Regions from separate parts of the Hordeum vulgare genome. Here region 1 is linked to region 2. A link is a contact called in public Hi-C data. All regions are on one chromosome and are shown on one strand. Each heading gives the region's core, a stretch centred on a gene start, on an enhancer-like site or on the middle of the called end of the contact. The rest is flanking DNA. Distances are from core to core; before and after follow the strand shown. Region 1 holds the start of LOC123449567. Region 2 has its middle 120 kb from the start of LOC123449567.

Region 1 (5,126 bases), core at 1,391-3,890, 120 kb after region 2:
CCCATAATTCCATCTTCCATGCATATCGCAGCCACCATATATTCATGCCTAAACTTTGGTCCATGTGTATCTGTTTCAGCCAAATAAACTACTGTGAGTTGAATACTATGGATATAAGGTAGTGCTTCCTCTAGGGAGCAGCAATCTTAGTTAAGACAATAAAGAGAATCACCATAGCCTAATGAAGATAATAATTTTCTGATCAGAGAATTTTGTGTCCAGGTAGCCAATTCCAGCTTAGCATTGTTTCCATGATAGTGATAGTCTCATAGGTACAAGTTGAATGACCACATAAACTCCTAGCACTGAATATTCCATATAGTTCTTCCCTTCAAACCCATTATCAAAGATATCATCTGATTTTTCCAAATGTTAGTTTCTCCAACGACATGATCATAAACTCACATATCAAAACTAAGATGGACCAGATAAAATGAAGCGTGCAAAAGTGCATGTTCTTGACAAAAACCAGTGTGCAGAAATCCCACTCTTTCCAACCGCATACAATTTTCAGAGAAAAAACTGAATGGATAAAAAAATGAAGTATGCACCTGTGCTGACACCATATATGCTAATAGTATTTTTGTTATTTTGCCAACATTTACATACTAGAAAAAAAGGGGGGGGGGGGGCATAAATAATTGAAGCCAGGACTCTCATCCATTTAAGTTTTTTTTTTGCTATTGTAAATAGATTACATAGTAACTCACACAATGAACTAGGGTTCATACTGAACACCTGGTAAACGTTATGCTCTAAAATCAGCAAGAAAATTGCATCTGAGATCAATATGCAAACATCTTTTAAGTATTTGGCTACAATTTTCGGTTCTGGTGCGACCAGTATACCTATTTTACATGTTCAAATACTTGATTAGTAAATAAGTGTGTGTTCTTTCAATAATTTATATCTCAATCTATTTTGTTTCATGTGTATCAAGAGGTCCAAAATTGAGAATTAGTTCAACAGGTGAATCTAAATTCAAGAATCATTTTCACCAAGTAAGCCATGCATTTCAGTTTACTAATGCAATTTTAGTCATGGATCATAGATGTGAACATGGTTGGTTCCAGAAAACGGGGGATAGTTACATTCTGGTAATTTATCAAGTACAAAAGTGTTATTTAGAGGGATACTGTAGCCATGGCGTTGGTAGTCCCAAATGTTGTTTTGTGAGTGGGTAGTACAGGCTGAATAGAATAGAAGAGAGTGAACTGAGAGATAATTGCAGCCTATGTGTTTTTAGATGGAAAGGGATCGCCTCCACGGATCCATTGCAGCCTATGTACAGCGTAATGTATCTCTGGATGCAAACAAGCTCCCCTTTACACGAAACCTACCACATATTCAGATTCAAAATCAGAGAAGCTTGATTCTCAATGATTGGATAACTAGTAAATGAACCTTTACATTTGTTTACAAGAAAGAAGTTCCCTGAACCCGTGATCTATACTGCAGGTTCAACAGCACTGTTAAATGCAATCTATACTGCAGGTCACTGGAGGTTTCAGTAGCTGAATCTACCAACGCAGTAGCTTCTTACTGCAGGTCAGGGGACGTTCCAAGTCGGTAGCTAAATCTCCAATGTATAGCTTCTTAAGTAAAATAGAGCTAAATGTACCAGCCCAGCATCTAGACTGTAGAGCAACATAGTTAAGTATTTCTAAGGTTAAAGCACATAGCACTTGCAGAACCAGAATTCACACAGTAATGTTAGTTACAAAGAAACTAGGCCATCTGAATATATCGTTTAGTTTTTGTTTAACAAAGGTAGGTAGTCTGAATATATCATTTAGTCTTCGCTTCCTACTATATATCTCATTAAAGGTGCACCAACACATGATTCCCTAACGAACAAAAAGGCAGATCATATACAAATTTGCTAATACAACAAGAAAGTCTTTTTGAAGTTGGATCAAGCAATCATTTGCAAGCACCAATTAAAATCAAACTGGCCCTGCAACTGACATATTAAGTTTCCTGAATGCTTTGTTTGTGTGGACACACCCAGAGTTTAGAAAAGGCACTTGATCCATTCAATTACCAAGGAAGACCTTTTTCAATTTCCGAGCATGGCCATCTCACTCTTTGTACTGGACTTATATCAAATTTATGAAGCGGTCTGGGGGCTCCGTTCCTTTCTCTATTACTAGCATTATTAATAAATATAGGCCATGATCAACATCCTGATCATTAGGGTCTCTCTACCAACATAGGGCATTAACGCAAGCACGTAAGCAGCTAGGCATGGGATGGGATTAATTATACAAGCGCAGCAACAGTATTTGGATGAAATGGTAGCTGCAGCATAGCAGCATCGACAATTTGCGGGCAGCAAGCACAGGCGTAGCTCTAGCGAACTAAGCACGAAAGTAAACCAAATCATAGGCGCCAAAATATATCTCTACCACCACCATAAGAAAAGCAGAGTGCCGATTTACAAGAACACCAGATTGTACGAAGGAGGAAGGGGAAACTTACAGCGAAACCCTAGCGGGAGATCGCGACATTTTGGGGGAGAGCGTGGTAGGGTTGGGGGGTGGGGGGTGGGGGTGCGCCATAGGATCGAAACAGAGCGCCACTGGCGGGCAGAGGGGCAGAGAGAGAGGCCGGGAGAGGGAGAGCAACGGCGGAAGCAATCTGGGCGCGGCCGCACTGACGCTTCTCCGCCGGGGCCGAAGGCGGGGGTGGGGTAGAGAGAGTGGGCTTGAACTGGGCTAAAATGGGCCAGATTCTTTTAGGAGCTTGCTGGGTAGTTTGGATACGAACGAAATCATTAATTAGGGAGTATTCGTTTGAAAGATTTTACCCTTCAGGTTGTTACAAATGACGCATTGCATATGTACCACTTGTCTTAACCTAAAAGTTTATCTTTTTTCTGTAGATTCGTTTTTTTAAAACGTTTTATCTTTTAAACCGTGCGTCCAAATTACGAATCGTTTTCGCCGTTGGATTTATTGCGTCGGGATCTTAAAAACTAGATCCCATGTTGATGGGTTTTAATAAACTTTTTTTTCATAAAAAAAACCGTACCAAAAAATATATGCCTCCGAGATAGAAACAAAAACAGAAAACGCAGTTTTTCCTTTTCAAGAGGCATGGATGTGCCTCTCATGAAGGCAAATCCTTGCCTTTCATGAAAGCAAAATCATGCCTCTCGCGAAAAAATGTTTTTTTTCTTTTCGAGAGGCACGTGCGTGTCTCTCATAAAGACAAAACCATGTCTCACGCGAAAGTAAAATTGTACCTCTCGCAAAAAAAGAAAACAGAAAACACATTTGTTTCCTTTTTGAGAGGCACGATCGTGTCTCTCACGAAAAAACCCCCAGAAAATACGTTTTTTTTCTTTTCGAAAGGTAAAATCGTGTCTTTCACGAAAGCAAAACCGTACCTCTTGCAAAAACAGAAAACACGTTTTCCCGTTTTTGAGATGCACGACCATGGTATTGCGAAACAGCAAAAACTCAAGAAAACTAATCTAAAAAGCCAAAAATACATGCGAAAAAATAAAATATAAAATAAAATTTGTAGGAAGCGTTCAGAGCACTAGACGTAATAACGGATGTAAACACGCCAAGTGACGACGTGCTGGAATACTCGTTGGAAGGCTTTAAATAAAACGCTCGTTAACTAACGACTCCCGGATACCAAACACACACGGCCCTGAGAGAGTTTGCAGGATGGGCCTCAGATCCGCTACGTGGGCAGCCCATGTGAAAGCTCGTTCTTTTTTCCTCGTGTGAGAGAGCTCCGGGCTGAAGGATTCAACGCGGCCCAGCGTGGCGCCGGTGACCGCAGCCGCGTGCGACGCGAGCGCGACCGGGCAAGAGCCACGGCGCAACGACCCACCCACCCAACCGCCGTCGCACCACACGTACGTACGTACATGCGTGCGCGCGTCCCCATCCCTCCAACAGACGGACGGAGACGGCGGCGGGCAGCGAAAAGGCCAGATGAATCCAGACCCTTTTCGTCGTGAACCCAGTCTCCAGTTGGGCGCCAGCCAGGCCACATGACCAGACGCCAGCGACCTCGTCACACCTCGTGTGCGTACGTGCTACACACACATGACTCACCGCACTCCTCCGTGGACGGATGGAGCTACCGTCCAAGACGGCGTCGGTGTGGTGGCCGTGCCCGTGCTAGTATCATCATCATCATCACCATCACCATCACCATCACCATCACCATCAGCTGCTGCTGCTGCTGCTGCCAGTGCCAGGCGAGGCGAGGAGAGGAGAGCAGCTAGCCGCAGCTGCAGGCCGGAGCAAACGGACAGCAGAGTGGTAGCGGCGTGGTGGCGGTACACGCCTTTATTGCCGGTCCACGCGGGAGCGCTCACGCACGCATGTATCCCTCCCCGCTACGTTCCTTCTCACTCAGCAGGACCACGCCCCGCCCCCGGCCATGGGCATGCTATGCTATGCTATGCTATGCTAGCCCATCGAGATTCAGGGAGGAGGACGAGAGGAGCGACCAACCCCATTGAATCCGTCTGCCCAGCCGTTGCATTTCCATCCAAGATCTGCCATCCAGAGGACGCACGCACCTGAGAGCCGAGAGTTTCAGAGCCCGCCGCGCCCATGCCTGCCTGCATCGGCCGATCAGCGTTGCAGGACGTACGTACCACCACAGCCCTACCGCTCTGCCTGTGCCTGTCCATCTTGCCCGGGGTCCGGCCCGCCCCGGCAAAAAAAAAAAGCGCGGTGTACCGGACCGCGGTGGTGGTGGTAGTAGTTTTTTTTTTTGGCAGGTTTTCCTCTGAGGAGCAAGCACGTACGTAGTACTACCCGTATCGTACATGAATTATTCTGCGTTGCCGGCGAGCTGATGGATCGATCTGGGTGGGGTGGGGTGGGGTGGGTTCGGTACGACGTCGCCGTCGGGGCGTGAGGCGACGGGGACGATTGGATTGACCAGCTCGAGCCACCGGCGCAGGAAAGAAACCTAACCGAACGCGTCGCCGTCGCCGCCCGCCAGCCGTATCGACCGCTTCGATGGCGTGTGGCGTGGCGTGGTGTGGGCGCGGCGGCGGCGGCGTACGTACCCGCTTGCGGGCGGTGACGCGACGTCGACCGGCGGTGGCGGGGCGCGGGTGGACCACATCAACGGATTGGAAGCCCAGG
Region 2 (5,266 bases), core at 2,518-5,017:
CTACGTACGGATGTATATAGACATATTTTAGAGTGTAGATTCAATCATTTTGCTTCGTATGTAGACCCCTAGTAAAATCGCTTAAAAGAATTATATTTAGGAATGGAGGGGTACATCTTTTTCGAAACTTAGAACATTTTGATATCCTGACACATGAAAAACAAACAGGAAGAAAATAGAGAAAAACGGAAAAACCTATTTGACGCTATTTCCGTCAAATAGGCGGACAAACCAACAGAAGCTGCAAGTGAGGGTCGGGGTTTGGACCGGCCCGTTAGCACTTTCACCGAACCCAGTTTTGGTAACCTTCGTTTCCAAATGGTTATTTTCGGTTTTGAGAATTTTCTAGAAGATTCCTTGAACCAGTTTTTTTTAATGTTTTTTGGAAAAATGTTCTGGAACTCCAAAAATGTTTCGGCTTTTTGAAAAAATGTTACGGAATTTGAAAAATGATCCAAAATGTCAAAAATGTTCCATAAGTTAAAAAAATGTTCTGGAAATGAAAAAATGTTCTCGAATTTAAAAATTATTCTGTAATTTGAAGCATGTTCTGGAATTTAAAGAAATATTCCGCAATTTGAAACAGTGTACCAGAATTTGAAAAAATGTTCTGGATTTTTTATCAAAATGTTTCGGACTTTTCAAAAAAAATTCCAAAATTTAAAAATACTGTTCCCGAATTTGGAAAACTGTTCGGAATTTGAAAACAAAATTCGAAATTTGTAAAAATGTTCCGTTTTTAAAATTTGTTCTCAGCATTTCAAAAAAGCCATGCTTTAAAAATTTGTTTCTTGCTTTCAAATTTGTTCAGTTTTTCTTTTCAAAATTGTTCTGCGTTTCAAAATTTTGTTTTCAAAATTAAAAAATGTGCGTGCTTTAAACAATTGTTTGCGCTTCCAAATTTGTTTGGAGCTTTTAAAATTTTGTTATCAAGATTCAAAAAATGTATGTGATTGAAAAAATTGATTGCGCTTCCAAATTTGTTCACTTGTGTTTAGAATTCTTCTCCTATTTCATTGCATTTTCACAAAACTGTTTGTATTTCAAAAAATGTTCTCCAATTTTATTTTTTCCTTTTCCCATAAAAATATTGACTATTCTGAAATAACATTTGCGTTTCATACATTCATGTTTGAAAATTTAGGAAAAGTTTGAATCTGCAGCGGCTTATGGTTCGTGTTGTTAAATTTTACAGCTGTTATTATGTTCATTAACATTCACACATGTGACCTTCCACCTTTGGTAGTCAATCAAGATGGTTACGCAAGGCGCACTTCGACCTAGAGGTCCCATGTTCGACTCCTGTTGCTCGCTCATTTAGTCGCCGTAAAATGCGGTGTATAGAAGCTCTCGAGGAAAACAGCCCACAGTCGGCGCGTCCGGATCCGCATATGGGCCGGCATGGCAGGACAGGCACCCATCAATTCACATTTTTTGCCCTAACGGAGCCGTATAGGAGCACCCCTTATTTGTCAATTATACGTGTAATAGTCTTTCCTCACCTATATAAGCCATAACAAGGGCAGGCCAATATAAGGCGGGGTCTTACAGTTTGCATTTCTTTTTTGTTTGGTTCCTTGTTTTCAGCGGTTTGCTATTAGTTTATTTCCAAATTTTCCATTTTTATTGCTTTTCCTTAGTTATTATTTATTTTCCTGTTTATTTTTAAGTTACTTTTCCTCTTGAAGGAAGATTCACACAAATTTCTGACGATATTGTGGGGACACATTGAAAATTTTCTAGCTCATTAAAACAATGCATGATAACTATTTAAATTATAGGAACATCTTAAAATATATCTTAGTTGAAATATTTGTTAAATTCGTTGAATACATTTAGACGAAAAACTATTTTCTATACATGCACTTATATTTTGGGATAAACACATTTTTTACAAAATACATGAAAAACATTTATCATAGCAAAAAAAAAAATACAAGCATGTGGAGATTTTATTTGGTAATTGCGAACAAGAGTTTCCTTATTTTCCAAAAGAAGAGGCTTCAAAGAAATAGACATATTTTTATGTGAAGATTCAAGAAGAACCATCGTTACTTGAGTGGAGTGGGCATGCAGTGCTGGCTGTGGGCTAGCACTGCATTCCACTTCTGGTAGTCATCGTATATAGACTTCTTTAAGACAAATCTATATAAGACGTTCCTGTAACAATGAGTCGTTCACACGCACAGGAGCTGGCCCGACTGGGCCGGCTAAGCTTTTTTTTTTGTCTTAAAAAAACTGCTAATTTCCTTTTTTTGTTTTTACTTTCCTTTCTTCTTCTTTTTCGAATTTCAAGAAAAAAAAATCTAATTTGAAGACCAATTTTAGAAAATCCAGAATAAATTTTGAAATTCCAGAATATTTTTCGAATTTGTGACCAAGTTTGAAAAATGATAATTTTTTTAAATTTGCAAAACGAAATTAAAAGCAAGAACAATTTACAAAATTTAAGCAAAATTATCAGACACAAACTGACTTTAAAAATTGAACAAAATTTTGATATTTCAAACATTTTTTGAAAATACCAAACATTTTCTAGAATACCGATTGTTTAAAAAAATCCAGAAAGCATTTTTTAAAATTTATGAATGTTTTTGCAAAATGGCAACTATTTGAAATTTAGAAAAAAGTTCGATAGAAAAAACATATTTCGATTTGAAAAACATTTTTTGAAAATCCAAATCAATTTTTCATTTTATAAACAATGTTTGAAAGACAAAAATTATAAATTTTGGAACATTTTCTAAAAGCAAGAGAATTTTTTGAATTCTGAGAATTGTTTTTGAACATGAACTTAGTTTAAAAATTGAACCAAATTTTGATATTTCAAACATTTTTTGAAAATACCTAACGTTTTCATAAAATAATGAACATCTTTCTAAAAAACCAAACATCCTATATTCTTAAATAGCTACAACGTCACATCGTCAAGTGGTGCATTGAGTCATAATTTACCTTTTCCATATCACTTCATGCAAAACATACCACTCGTTCCTTATTTTTTCCTAGGGAATTAAGTCATGTCAGAAAGTTTTGTATTTGTTTTTACATTAATTTTAGTCTTCTATAATTTAGCCTTACATTTTTTAACAAGGTTCCCGCTACAACACGCGGATCATCGTCTAGCTTTTTTGAAACCCCAAATATTTTTGAAAGTTATGAATGTTTCCCAAAATTACAACTATTTGAAATTTATAACATTTTCTTAAAAAGAAAAAACATTTTTCAAATTTGCGAAACATTTTTGGAAAAACCAAAACCTTTTTTTCTTGTTATGAACAATGTTTCAAAAAAGATTTTTTTTAAAATTTGGAACATTTTTAAAAGCAAAATTATTTTCTGAAATTTAAATACAATTTTCAGACACAAACTTATTTTAAAAATTTAATATTTAGAGAATTCGTTGAAACTACCAAATATCTTTTAAATACCGAACATTTTATGAAAATTTAGAACATTTTTTAAACTTTCTGAATATTTTTAAAACATGACAACTATTTGAAATTTTGAATCTTGTTTCAAAAGCAAAACAGTTTTTCGAATTGAAAAAACAGTTTTCGGACATGAAATTATTTTTAAAAATATAAAATAACCTTAGAAAAAATGGAAACGAAAAAGAAAAAAGAAACAGAAACATAAAAAAGAATAAAAGAATAAAAAAGGATGAGGAACCTCGTAGAAGATTTCCAAAACCGGTGGGTAAGCGTACTGGACGGTCCAAATATTCTCTGAGGGGTGTGCGAAGCCTCAACTCTCGTAGAGGGCGGCGAATAGCATATTCCATTTCTATCCTTCATTGGGACGTATGTTCACTAAAATGAGTAGGGGGTAGCCCATGGCCAGCCCCAGTTCGGGAGCTCGAGGCACAAGCGATAGCTAGTTCTAACGTGGTTCCATGTGATAATTTATTTTATTTATTTATTTATTTATTTATATAGGTAAATTGTTTGGGGTACTTAGGTGCTTGATCATCTAGCATTTAATAGCTTATATTGAATTCATTAACATTTATTAATTTGGAAAGAATTAAAACATATATTAGTTGACAGAAAGAGAATAAAAAAATAAAATAAAAGAGGTATACATATTTACATGTATCTTTTTCAGATCAAAGTATACATGCATACACACACATATAATTCATCGTTAAATGAACTTTTTATGCTTAAATGAAAATATATGTATACACTGACATTGATTATTTCATTAGGTATTCATGATATTTTTATTATTTAAAATCAATAAATTATGCATCGACATACCCGTGGTATATAATACTCCATCCGTCCCAAAATAAATGACTCAAAAATGACTCAATTTTATATTAGAATTAGTGTAAATTAGAGTCACTTTTGAGTCACTTATTTTGGGACGGAGGGAGTATATAGTAATGAAATTATGTACATACGTGGATATATATTTTTAATGATTTATTTTAGGTTATACTCCGTAGCTAGTAAAAAAATACGTACGCGGATATATATGTGTACCTACTGACGAAATTATATACATATGTGGATATGTTATACCTACTAATAAAATAATATGAGGGTATATATATACACAATGATTTATTCTAATTTGTAGCTAGTGAAAAAAAATATGTACATACACAAATATGTATATACCTACTAATGAAATTTTAAACATGCGTAGGTATGCATATACCTACAAATAAAGTTACGTACATACACCGACATTTACATGCCTAGTAATTTATTCTACAAATCAATAAATGCTATATAAGAATACCATAAATGTTAAGTTTTATTTCCTATGGTATATATAATGACCTGCCTTTTATCACGTGACATGCATGCATGAGATTGTTAAATAATTAAAGTCTGCAAAATTATCTAGTAATAAAGGCATTTAAATTTAAATGAGCCGTCAAACATGATCCAATGATGGTGTATATATACATAAACATTATTTTGATCCTAGGATAACAGTAGTGGTTGAGCTTCCTCGGGTGCTATGTTGAACTTTCGTTAAAAATGTCTAATAAAGCTTGCCATATACCGTTTAAAAGCTATGGACACCCTGGTAACAAACTAGGTTGAAATTTTATCAAAATGTTCACAGTTTAAGAGCCGTTTTTAAAACAGTTTTTGTTCGTACAAAAAAATATGAAACATATTTTTATCCTATTTCTAAACTGTATATCGAAACGAGGTAAATGAGACGGCGTTGGATAGCTGCTGCAAATCCGCTCATTTCATACGTGGAAAGTTTTCCCAATTCCCTATGGTTAAAGAGGAATTTC

The links. Hi-C and Micro-C count contacts between places; a contact is called where the count stands out from the background.
Region 1: a contact with region 2 is called in a Hi-C map of leaf, with 2.7 times the contacts expected there. The contact joins the promoter of LOC123449567 here to the enhancer-like site in region 2. A contact is called at or near these places in 4 of 6 Hi-C or Micro-C datasets (leaf and seedling).

Annotation. Positions count from the first base shown.
Region 1 is chr4H:565,295,511-565,300,636 of MorexV3_pseudomolecules_assembly, forward strand. LOC123449567 reads right to left here and starts at 2,641. Exons shown (of 5, transcript XM_045126832.1): 1 at 2,482-2,641. The coding sequence starts at 2,561.
Region 2 is chr4H:565,173,879-565,179,144 of MorexV3_pseudomolecules_assembly, forward strand. No RefSeq gene overlaps it. Among protein-coding and RNA genes, the nearest start is that of LOC123449567, 120 kb to the right of the region's middle. Within about 2 kb of position 3,768, at least 3 of the 3 cell types and tissues checked have open chromatin away from gene starts, as enhancers often do. A contact at or near this core is called in leaf and seedling, where this site is marked.